Regions from separate parts of the Mus musculus genome. Here region 1 is linked to region 2. A link is a contact called in public HiChIP or PLAC-seq data. All regions are on one chromosome and are shown on one strand. The core of a region is the stretch at or near the end of the contact, and the rest is flanking DNA. Distances in the headings are between cores, read along the strand shown. Region 1 holds the start of Pygo2 (pygopus 2). Region 2 holds the start of Slc50a1 (solute carrier family 50 (sugar transporter), member 1).

Evidence for each region. HiChIP or PLAC-seq counts read pairs in DNA pulled down with a chosen protein or histone mark.
Region 1: an H3K27ac HiChIP or PLAC-seq map of embryonic stem cells shows a contact between it and region 2, with 7 read pairs. The contact joins the promoter of Pygo2 here to the promoter of Slc50a1 in region 2. A contact is called at or near these places in 3 of 39 promoter capture datasets (erythroid cells, liver and pre-B cells), 1 of 484 Hi-C or Micro-C datasets (embryonic stem cells), 7 of 115 datasets of contacts at active chromatin or transcription factors (bone marrow-derived macrophages, effector CD8 T cells, embryonic stem cells and 1 more) and 4 of 9 other capture datasets (adipose tissue, liver, macrophages and 1 more).

What each region holds. Positions count from the first base shown.
Region 1 is chr3:89,426,877-89,432,974 of GRCm38.p6, reverse strand. Pygo2 (pygopus 2) reads right to left here and starts at 2,761. Exons shown (of 3, transcript NM_001293768.1): 1 at 2,246-2,761; 2 at 1,799-1,848; 3 at 1-525. The coding sequence starts at 2,348. It overlaps Shc1 (src homology 2 domain-containing transforming protein C1), which reads right to left. Exons shown (of 12, transcript NM_001113331.2): 10 at 5,905-6,036; 11 at 5,529-5,767; 12 at 2,946-4,658. The coding sequence ends at 4,530.
Region 2 is chr3:89,268,663-89,274,754 of GRCm38.p6, reverse strand. Slc50a1 (solute carrier family 50 (sugar transporter), member 1) reads left to right here and starts at 4,185. Exons shown (of 6, transcript NM_009057.3): 1 at 4,185-4,369; 2 at 4,616-4,693; 3 at 4,805-4,928; 4 at 5,544-5,705; 5 at 5,963-6,082. The coding sequence starts at 4,290. Efna1 (ephrin A1) reads left to right here. Exons shown (of 5, transcript NM_010107.4): 3 at 1,733-1,798; 4 at 1,933-1,983; 5 at 2,151-3,025. The coding sequence ends at 2,263.

The DNA.
Region 1 (6,098 bases), core at 1,512-4,011, 160 kb before region 2:
AAGAGAAGGACCAAAAGGTGCTCCTGGTTGGGTAAAGCGTTGGGGGAGAGGAGGAGGACCCAGCTCCCCTCTAGGAGGCTGTCCCATGGTCGGTGAGATCATGGGACCAAATCCGCCTACTGGGCCTGGCATCACCTGCCCACCAGGTGGGCTAAAGTTTTGGCCCAGAGACTGGTTGAAGGGTTGACTGGGAAAGTTCATGTTGCCAGGGGGCGGGTAGCCAGGGCCCTGAGGGGGCATATTAAAAGCTGGACCCATAGGGTTGGGGGGAAAAGGAGGGGGCTGCCGACGAAGTGGCTGGGGACCCCCTCCTCCTCCAGTGCCGTAGCCTGGGGGTACCTGGCCTGCCATGCCCCCCTGTACACGAAAGCCTCCAAAGGGCACCGGACTGCCGAGGAACGGAGGGCCTGCGCCCCCCACTTTAGGGGCTCCGAAATCATCCTCAAAAGGGTTAGAAGCGACCAGATGATCCACCATGGGGGTCGGGGGTGGGGCGAACTCCGTCAGATGTGAATATGCAGGACCCTGGTGAAAACAGGAAGAAGATGGGAGACAGAGGCCAACAAGGAGAGCACCGCAGACACAACACACTCTTTGGAGGCTGACGCAGCTCAGATCCAAACCTCTGGCTGACCTTAGACACGCTAGAGGGTGCAAGGCAAAGCCCATGGTGCAACAACCCCACGGTGCAACCGCATTGTTTAAAAAACCAAAACTCCAACAAGGCAGATAGGGTTGGAGGGATAGCTCAGTGGTTAAGCACCAGAGTGATTCCTAGTACCCATGTTGGAGGGATCACATCTCTGGCCTCTCACACATCATATAGCTAAATGCAACAACAACAACAACAACAACAACAATAATAATAAATATCAAAAATCACAAAAAATACAAAACCCAGGTCTGACCTCAAAGTAATTACTTTTTAAATTTTTTAAATTTTGAGACAGTATCTTTTATAACCCAGGCTGACCTTGAACTTCTCACTGTCCTCATCCCCCTACCTCTGTTTCTGGGATGTATATATCTGGTTTATAAGGTCCTGGAGTTTGAACTCATGGTTTTGTGCACAATAGGTAGGCTGGCACTCAGAATATTTGTTTGTTTGTTTGTTTGTTTGTTTGTTTAGAGTTTCTCTGTGTGGCCACCCTGGCTGGCCTGGCCCAGGAAGTATTTAATTTTATAAAACTAGTATTTTCCTCAATTTTTATAATATAAACGGTTAAAGCACTGTAGCATTATGACACTTAGAAAAGATTCAGTAAGCTGAGCCTGGTGATACATGCCAGTCATACCAGCAACAAGAATCCAGGCTGGAGAAATGGCTCACGGGTTTAGGGGCACTTGCAGCTCTTGCAGAAGCCCTGGGTTCTGTTCCCAGCACCCACGTGGTAGCTCACAGATGCCTCTCCTCCAGAGTTCTGGGAAAGGGACCCCGCACTTGTCCAGAGGGTCCCCAGCACTACAGAAACCAGTATGGCGGTGCACATCTGGAATCCCATCACTTTGGTAAGCCAAAGCAGGAATATCATAAAGATCCAAAGCCATCCTTAGCTACACGGCAAATATGAAGCCAGTCTGGGACACAAGAGACCTTGTCTCAAAAAGGAAGGGAAAGGAGCTGGGCTAAACGCTGTCATCAAGACAGAACTAGGATCCGAAAGGAAAAAGAAGGAAGAGTATTTCTGTTTTTTTCTTGACCCTGCACCTGGTGGAAAGCACAAGAGGGCAGCCAGGTACACAGCTAGACAAAGCAGGGGGGGCTTCTACGATACTCCCACCACAGACCCCCATTTACCTGAGTATTGGACTTTCTTCGCTTCTTTTCAGGGCTCTTCATTTGCAGACCTAGAAGAGCAGCAATGGGCAGACGGAGGCAAGTTTTCCCGAGGTTTCTACAAGTCTCTTTCCTCCCAGCCACTCTCCAGACTCTAACTTCCACGTACACTTGCTTACTTATTTAAGAAACAGGGGTGAGATATGAAAAATGGCTAGTATGACTATACTCTCAGCTACGTCTTCCTGCAAATCAAAGATAACCCAATCTCTTGAAACTACCAGGTTTGTCTCAATTCAGTGTCATCCAAAACCTGAAGTGTTCTGTGACACCTGTCTCCAACCACTGACCCTTCTCACCTGAGGCTACCTCCAGGCTCCTAGGCAACCTCCCCCATCCCCCAACCGTTCCATCCGAGGTTCCAGGGTCCCGGGCCTCAACAGCCCCTGCCCTTCTCTGCGCTCTCACCGGCCTTGCCCTGCTTCCTCCCGGTGCTGGGCGGCGCGGGGGGCGGTGCGGGGCCGCTGCCTCCCTCCAGCTTGTCCGGTGGGGGCGGCGCCGAGGCGGCCATGGATTGGGGACCCGAGTCAGCGTCGGCGGGGGATGGAGGCGTCCTCGGGCCGCACCATCGCCCGGAGGGGAGTCAGGGGCAGCGCAGCCCCCCCGAGCAGCAGCAAGCCCTAGCCACGCCGAGGGGGAAAGCACAGAGCCGTTGCACCAACTGCGCGCCTGCTCCAGACTCACCGCCCGCCCGCAGCCACAGCAACCGGAACCGGAACTCCAATGGGTCACCACCACGGAACGCGGTGGGGAGGGAAAGCAGGGAAGGGCCCAGACGCCGCACCCAGGAAGGCTGGGCCTCGCCACGCCACTCCTCCGAAGTGCGCCTGTCGCCGCCCAGCTAGCCCGGTAGCAGAGTGGAACGCACCACTCGACAGGGGCCGTGCGAGCTGCGGGTGGGCCTGGGGGCGGTCCGGACACGCCCCTTCCCGCCGCGAGCCAGTCGCCTTGCAGATACGTCCCTACCGCACAGCCTCGCAGCTCCCCAAATCTCTGCAAACTGGTGCCTGCGGGCTGGCGCTGGCTTGGAGCCCACTGGACCTAGCCCAGATGGGGTCCGTCACCACCTCCCACAGACAGCCCCCATCAATCAGACTTTCCAGAGGAGTTGAGAGGCCGAGGTAAAAGAAATACGAACTTTAATGAAGACTATTTCCCTTTGGTATAAGACATCCAAACCAAAAATTTGGCGACCATTCCTTGTCCAGAAAGCCTACACACAGAGTGAGCTTGCAAGGTTTCTGTGCTGGCTGCAGCTGCCCGAAAGCAGAAGGTAGGATCTAAAACTATCACATCATAGTCCCACAACACTGCTCAGCCAAATTTCTGCTCAGTTGTCTTGGCGAAAAAGAAAAAGGGGGGGGGGAGGAGTGGGGTACAATCCTGTCCTAGTTAAGGCCAGGGAGTAAAATCCCAACAGTTGTTTAAAAAAAAAAATAAAAGTTTGGAAAAGTCATCGAGGTGATGTATAAATGTAATTGATTATCATAATTCTGTGCTCAAAAGTCAGCAATGAAAAACAAAACCAGGAAAATAAATCTACAGCCCTAAAATGTATACATGTTTTTTAAAAAAGAGAGTGCAGTTCCAGACCTGCAAATGGTATTGGGGATTGTCTACTGCTTCAGTCTTATTGCCTCCACAAAACCCACACTGACTGTACACACCCTGGAGGCCCAAGTCAGACGCACACACCTATCCCAAAGGAGGGAGGCAGGATGGGGTTACAGTGAGGGCTATACTTTGGCTGTAGACTATAACACACATGCAAACATGGGAGGAGCAGGCTTGAGAAATGTATACAGACCCCTTGGAGGAAAGGCATTGAGGTCAGGAGGCACTGAGCAAGATGGGTCCAGTCCTGCCCCTCCCCGCTACCATCAGGAAGAAGGCTCTGGGGTAATCGCTCTTTTTGGTTTTTGGAGACAGGTTCTCTCTCCATAGCCCTGGCTGTCCTGGAACTCACTCTGTTGTAGATCGGATGGCCTCACAATTCCTCCTGTCTCTGCCTCCTGAGTGCTGTGATTAAAGGCGTGCGCCACCATATTCAGGCTTGGGGCAATCTCTTAAGGGCTGCACATCCGAAAGGCAGAGCAGATAGCGGCCACTCCTGTCCCTATTCTCCCTAGACACAGGAAGGGGTGCTGAATAGGACAGGGCTCCAGAAGCCAAGGTGGCAGTAACCCCTGTCCACACGTGAAGGGCCTGAGAACTCTGCATTAAGTATCTGCAGACCTATGATAGTCAAAGGCACAAAGTTTAAGGGGAAGCAGAGGGAGTGGGATATGTTATGCGGGATCTGGGGTACCCTGAAGACCCAGGAGTAAACCAGAGGTATAATTATTTCCCTTCCCCCAAAGGGCAGTTGCTCCACTGGGCCTATCATCACAGGGCATTTTCCATTATAAGAACCCACCCTTTGGGGGGGAAGGGCATCAGGTTGGCACAGGCAAGGCCCAGACAAGGGACCACTCTGCACATTAATACTTTGGTGAAGTTTGGCCAGAGGCAGGATGCTACCCCAGGCTCCTTACTGAAACCCTCTTTTTCTCTCTCTCAAGTGGGCACTAAACCCATGTCCTCGTTGCTCCCAGTTCCCACCCAAGGCCAGACCCACAAAACAGAGGTCCCACAAGTTAGAGAATACGGGAGACGGAAATGGAGAGCATCCTGTTGGAGAAGCTGAGAAGGATCACACTTTCCGATCCACGGGTTGCTGTAGGCACAGTTCGCTGCCCGCAGAGATGATGGGCAAGTGATTGTCCATGTGGTAGCTGATCAGGTGACTGACACTCTCAAAGCGGTGATCCTTTGTCCGAACCTGGGAGGCAGGGAGAGAAGGTTGGGTCAAGAGAAGAGCTCAGGAAGACTGAGGAAGGCGGGCCAGCAGCCGTGATTATCCAGGCATCTTTACAGAAAAGACAGTCACATGGGTGGGAATGGGCAGTGAACTGGGCGAAGGGGAAGGAGACCAGAAATCACGGAAGCTGACAGTGAAAATTCTGACTTGAAGGAAGCTGGTGTCTCTCAAAAGTGACACAATGCAAAACCAAGGTGGAAAAAATGCTGAGAAGAGAAAAGAAACTGAGCAGAGCGGTGGCGGCACAGCCTTTAATCCCAGCGCTGGGGAAGCAGGGCAGGCGGAGCGCTTCAGTTCGAGGTCAGCCTGGTCTACAGAGTGAGTTCCAGGGCTACACAGAGAAACCCCGTCTTGAACCTCACCACCACCCCTCCCCTAAAAAAAAAAAGAAGAAAAAGAAAAGAAACCAAGGTTGTATGGAATAGTAAGGCAGGTTAGATTTGTTGAAAACAAAACAAAACAAAACAAAACCCTGAGTTTGAAGCTAAGGAGCTAGGGAGGCTCCTGACTCCTCTTGCAAGAGAAAATTTGGGGTCTCCACCCCCTAACCACTGACACTGGGCACCACTGCCTTTCCAGTGTCATTTCCTCACTTAGCAAAAGATCAAGTAAGCACTCTCTGGGGGCTGGCAGGCTTCACTGGGATGTGAGGACTGGTCAGAACTGAGAAGAACACAGCTCAGACTCGAGGACAGCAGGGAAGGAACCCTGAGCCACTGCAGGTGGATGCAAGTGTCCAGCAAGGGCAAAGGAGTCCACAGGAAGCCTCCGGCAAAGGAAGTCTAGAAAGCAAAACCACACCAGCCCCTGCCACACCTCTGTCACACTTACCACACCTTCAGGGTCCACCAGCAGCAAGTGCTTGGGCTGCCCACTCTGCAGGCCAGTGAGCACATACTGGCCAGGCGTGGTCGTGCTCTCTCGCACCAAGAAGTCACCATTGAGCTGCAGCAGCGCCTCGGCCTCCCTCCGGCTCAGCTTCCCGTGGAACCAGGGCTCCCCTTGCAGCTGCTCAGCCATGGACATGGACTGCGGTGGGGGTGGCACCCGAAGTGCATCTTCAAAGGGCTCTAGGGGTGTAGAGAGACAGCTGGGAGAGGTGCCCCAGTATCACCTGAGACCCAGACTCAGTGTGGGAAGCCAGGTAGGGGAGAACAGGCAGAAAAGAAGGAACAACGGAAGGTGGGGCTACAAGAGACTCACTCACTCATGTCAAAAAGGTCTCGGGGTGCACTGCCATTAAGAGAAGGATTTGGGGGCCCAGCCCCACCCCCAGCCTGCCGGGCCTTGTCTAGATTCTGGATGTTGACATAGGAGGGGTCATCGAAGAGTTCTCTGCCTGTTAAGGAAAAAAAGACAGCATCAATCCCAGCCCCGCCTTCTGTACTCATCTCTGTCCGT
Region 2 (6,092 bases), core at 2,936-5,435:
ACCTCTGGAAGAGCAGTCCGTGCTCTTAACTGCTGAGTCATCTCTCCAGCCCCTTTAAAAACATTTTTTTTTAAGATGTATTTATTGCTGAGCAGTGGTGGCGCATGCCTTTAATCCCAGCACTTGGGAGGCAGAGGCAGGTGGATTTCTGAGTTCGAGGCCAGCCTGGTCTTCAGAGTGAGTTCCAGTACAGCCAGGGCTACATAGAGAAACCCTGTCTCGAAAAAAAAAAAAGATTTATTTAATTTATATAAGTACACCAAAGCTATCTTCAGACACTCCAGAAGAGGCTATCAGATCCCATTACAGATGGTTGTGAGTCACCATGTGGTTGCTGGGAATTGAACTCAGGACCTCTGGATGAAAGTTAGTGCTCTTCACCACTGAGCCATTTCTCCAGCCCTAAAAACATTTTAAAGATTAAATTTTAAAATCAAATGCAGACAGGAGAAAGGAATTGAAGTGAGCAGGGACAGGTCTGGTGGGACACACCTACAGCCTTAGCCCTGGGGAGGCCAAAGCAAGGAGAGTTGGGAAGGTTAGTTTAAAGCTAACCTGGGCTACCATATTAGAGACCTTGTCACAAAAGGGAGGGGGGCACTGGAGAGATGGCTCAGCGGTTAAGAGCACTGACTGCTCTTCCAGAATTCCTGAGTTCAATTCCCAGCAACCAAATGGTGGCTCACCCATCTGTAATGGGATCTGATGCCCTCTTCTGGTGTGTCTGAAGACAGCAACAGTGTACTCATATATATTAAATAAATAAATAAATAAATAAATAAATAAATAAATAAATAAATAAAAACCAGAGAGAGAGAGCGCGCCAGTGAGATAGCTCAGCAAATAAAAAGGCGCTTGCTGCCAACCTGACAACTTGGATTTGATCCCCAGCTCCCATGTGACTGAAGGAGAGAATTTGCTTTCCCAAATTGTTCTCTGACCTCTAAACATGGAACACACACACACTGAATAAATATTTTATACAGAGAAGGAGGGAGGGAGGGAGAGAGGGAGGGAGGTGATGCTTGCCTATAATTCCAGCACTCAGAAGGTAGAGGCAGGAGATCAGGAATTCAAGAGCATCCTCAACTGTACATAGCATGTTCAAGGCCAGCTTGAGCTTTATGAGATCCTGTCATCCCAAAATTTAATTAAGTTTTTTTAAAAAAGCAGTTACTGCACAATCCTGACAACCTAAATCTTGTCCAGAGCCCACATAAAAAGCCAGATGCTGTTGTGCACATCTGTAATCGCAGCACTCTGATAGGGAGATGGAAGGCAGAGACAAGAGACTTAGCCTTAGTGGGGTGTGATGGTGCACACCTTTAATTCCAGCACTTGGGAGGCAGAAGCATGTGGAATTCTGTGAGTCTGAGACCAGCTTGGTCTACATAGTCTGTCCCAGAGCAGGCTCTGTAAAGAGACCCTGCCTCAAATAAATAAATAAAAATTAAGCAGGGCAGCCGGGTGGTGGTGGCGGCACACGCCTTTAATCCCAGCACTTGGGAGGCAAAGGCAGGCAGATTTCTGAGTCTGAGGCCAGCCTGGTCTACAGAGTGAGTTCCAGGACAGCCAGGGCTACACAGAGAAACCCTGTCTCAGAAAAACAAACAAACAAAACACAACAACAACAACAACAAAAACCCAAAAAACAGGGCATCGAGTCAGACAATTTTGAGCTCCTATCTTAGCAAAGGCTCTTTCCTTACCATCCTATGGATTTATTTTACAGCCAAACCTATCTACCATCAGGAATCCCAGTGCTTGAAGCTGAAGGTGACTGTCAATGGCAAAATCAGTGAGTGTCAGGCCCTGTGGACCACTTCCTTCCATCTGTGCTGGGCGTGGTCTAGTGGTCTGGGATGGGGATGGAAGTTGCCTCTCTGTCTCCTGGTGCAAAAAGCCTGATCTACTTCCATTCTTATTTTTCAGCTCATAATCCCCAGGCCCATGTCAACCCACAGGAGAAGAGACTCCAAGCAGGTAGGTAGTAGCCTGAGACAGTTTGGTCTGGGTCACAGGAAGGGGTTTGCTTAAAGAGACTGAGGAGTAAGGTGGCTCCCTAGCCACATACGGGCTGGCTAAATCCTGTGTGGCTGGAAGCCGATGCAAACACTTACCATGTCTGTCTTTGCCTTCTCACCTTGCAGATGACCCGGAAGTACAGGTTTTGCACAGCATTGGTTACAGTGCCGCCCCCCGCCTCTTCCCACTGGTCTGGGCAGTATTGCTCCTACCACTGCTGCTGCTGCAATCTCAGTGAGGGTGTACGCTTGCCCTGGCTTATGGATTGGAATGGGACTAAGGGGCAGCCCCAGCCCTGGGAACCTCTCCCACTACACCCACAAGACGCCACCATGAAGCCTCAAAAGGTTCAGTATTAAGGGTTTTAACCGAAAAGAGTTTAACCAGCCCAACTGTGCCATCCCTGCCTCCACTTCAGAGGGATGGAGAAAGAAGTGGAGAAGGTCCTTAACCTGCAGTTTCTGCCTTTAAGCCAAAGAAACAAGCTGTGCGGACCTGGCCCATTAAGAGGCCTCAGTGGGAGAAGGGCTAAAAAGAGCCTGAGGTCATGCGGTTGGACACTGAACTTGGTAAAGACGTCCTTCCCCAAGGAAGCCATAATGTGCAGATGAACTGACCGAAGGAAAAGCTTGAGACAGCTTCCTGCGGGGGAGCCAGGTACAGAAGAGGCAGCTTGGGCTGACCCAGCATCTCTGCAAGATTTCCACCTGCTGGGCTGCCAGAGAGGTTTGTAGCCCGGCCCTGACTGCATCCTCCCCATCCCTGGGGCAACATTCCCTGGAGCTGTGCCAACAGGAGGACTGAAGCAGCCTGGTTTTAGAGTGTAGCTGTAAGGGCAGTGCCCGTGTGTACAGTCTGTGGAGTTTAGCTTAACGGGCAGGGCCCACATGTACAGTGTCTGTATATAAATGTGCTGTATCTGTTCATTTCTATGACTGCAGGGTTTTTTTATACAGTGTTTTTGGATTCATAATAAATTGATGGTTTTTTATGGACATGCTTTTCTGCCCCACCATGTTGATTTGTGACCAGTGTCCCCATTGTGTGTTAGGCTCTGTGCTAAACAGAAGCAATGGGGGGGGGGTGTGGGGGGGGGCAGGTATAATGCAGAGCTCCTTTTGCGGCTGAGGTGGGAAGGTTAAAAACTTGAGACTGCATGAGTAACTCAGACCTTGCCTCAAACTCAAAAATAAAAGGCTGGAAATGTACCCCAAGAAGTAGAGGGTTACCTAACGTGTGTCAGCCCTGAGTTCAGTCCTCAGGAGCACAAAACATAAGTAGCCAGGCATGGTGGCTCCTGCCTGTGACCCCAGCACTCAGAAGGTTGAAGCAATGTTGCCAAAATTCCAATGCCAGCCTGGGCTACAGTGTGAGACTTTGTCTCACCAAAACAAAACAAAAAAAGTAAATAAAAGACAAAATAAATAAATGGCTAGGATCAGTCTTACCAGGCTAAAGGAGTTTACTCCTGAGGGTTCTGCACAACTCCCTGCAAGAGTGGGCTATAGATTCCTCTCCGCACCCACTCTTTGTTCTTCCTGTCCAACTTCACCAGCCTCGAGCGCTGGGCTTTGGCACACCATGCAGGTACTCATGCTGTCTGGGTGAGTCAGGGAGCTGGATGCCAGCTGAAGCATGTGCGCTGCCCCACCAGCAGAGCCGCCTGGGAGGCTGGGAGGGAAAGTTCCCAGCAGCAAGTATGTTGGAACAGGGGGCCAGGGGTAGGCTTGTCCTTGGATAGGGCAGGTCGTGTAAGAGAGGACATCTGAAAGAGGATGGCAATTCCTGCTTTTGGGGGACAGACTGGAAAGAGGTTTCAATAACCTCCAGGAAAACCCTCCCAAAGCTGGGTAACCAAGGTTCTGATATGAATTGGGGGCGCGTTGAAGACCTGTGAGACTAAATTTGAGGTTTGTGGTCCAGCACACAAAAGCATACAAGAACCCAGAAGTTGAGGCTAGTGGTCTCGATGATGCAAGGGGTGCGCAGTGTGAGGAGGGGTCGGATCGGGGACAAATGCAGGGGCACTACTAAAACCACTAAACGCAATCTGAACAGCACGATCAGGACCCAGGCCCGCACATTACAGCAAACCACCCGGCCAGCACGCGGCGCTGGTTTGGCTGGGTCCCCAGTTCCGGTGAAGTTCGGGCGAGGGCGGGTTCCGGCGCGGTTCCACGGGGAAGGGCGGAGCTTCGCCTTCCGCAGCTCCGGGTCTGAGCTACTGGAACTCCGCGCTGGGCTAGGGAACCGGCTCCGGTGGGATGGAGGCGGGCGGCGTGGCAGACTCTTTCCTTTCTAGTGCCTGCGTGCTCTTCACCCTGGGCATGTTCTCCACTGGCCTGTGAGAGTGTGGATGGACTGGGCTGGGGCAGGAAGTCAAGAAATGAAAGCGGGCAAGAGACGTGGCTGCAATATCTTGCTGCTTTTGGAACCCAGAATAATAGTGGAATAGGATTGGATGATTTGAGGTCCAAGGCGAGGCTGCCTCTTGGCCTGAGGGGGGAGATCTGCTTGTCGTTCAGGATGATTGGTAAACACCGAGAAATCTTTTACCCACTCCTAACAATTTCCTTTGGATCCCTTCCAGCTCGGACCTCAGGCATATGCAGAGGACACGGAGCGTGGACAACATCCAGTTCCTGCCTTTTCTCACCACGGATGTCAAGTGAGAGTGTTGTTGGCTGTGATGGGAAAGGCTGAGGGAGGTGCAAGAGATCCCTGGAGACCTGCTGCAACCCCAGCAGCCCCTTGGACCTTAATCCTCCTTCCCTCACAGCAACCTGAGCTGGCTGAGTTACGGAGTCTTGAAGGGAGATGGGACCCTTATCATCGTCAATAGCGTGGGGGCCGTGCTTCAGACTCTTTATATCCTGGCATATCTGCACTACAGTCCTCAGAAGGTAGAGGCCCTCCCTTGCACTCACCTCCACCCCACACCTGGCCATGTTGGCAGAGCATATAGTTCTATTTCCTGGAAGATTAGTGGGATGGCATTAATTCCCTTTCCTAGAAGGCCCTTCTGGTTCTCCTGCCCATGAAGTCAACCCTTTAAAATGCACACAGAGCCACCCACCCTCCCCTTGTTCGAAATGCTGGTGGCTTACCCAACCCCGTGGTGTCAAGATATCCTGTGCTCCCCCAACAGGCTGGGGGAAGAGGGCTATACTGTCTGATAGTTCCTTTAGGGTTAGGACCAGGGCCAATGGCTAAGAATGGCCATTCGCTCTGCTTCCCCACTCAGTCACACTAACATTTATTGGTCTCTTATTGTACATGTATGTGAAGCTCACATGAAAAGGGGAGGGATCTAAAAATGGCTCTCCCCTTCCCTGGGGATCTCCAGTGTTGTGTGGCTGAGATTTCTCTCAAATAACTGAGTGGTGAGAGGCTGACGTGAAGGCCGGGATAAAAGTTGATTTCCCCATTAGAGCATGGCAGAAGACAGGAGGAGGCAATTCCAGCAGAGAGATGAGTGTTCTGGGTACAGATGCATGTAAGACGCCTCTCCCCTGCAGCATGGTGTGCTCCTGCAGACGGCAACCCTGCTGGCTGTCCTTCTCCTGGGTTATGGCTACTTTTGGCTTCTGGTGCCGGACCTTGAGGCCCGGCTTCAGCAGCTAGGCCTCTTCTGTAGCGTCTTTACCATCAGCATGTACCTCTCCCCACTGGCTGATTTGGTGAGTAGGGGTGGCCAAGAGGTAGGGGAGATGCGGAGAAGGGCTAGGCTCCCTGAGCCAGGGACTGGCTAATACTGGGGCGGGGGCGGGGCCCAGCTCTTGGAAGAAGTCAAGGTAGCAGAGGTGAGTGGGATGCAGGAAAAGGGCTGAATGAAAGACGCACCACAGGGATTGTGGTCTTTTTTCCGCGAGGAAATTCTCTGGCGAGGACTCAGGAATGGTTCTATGAACCTGAACCAGGCACATTTTTGCCGTAGGCCAAGATCGTTCAGACTAAATCAACCCAGCGCCTCTCCTTCTCCCTGACCATTGCCACGCTCTTTTGCTCCGCCTCTTGGTCTATTTACGGGTTTCGCCTCCGAGACCCATACATCACGGTAAGCAGAC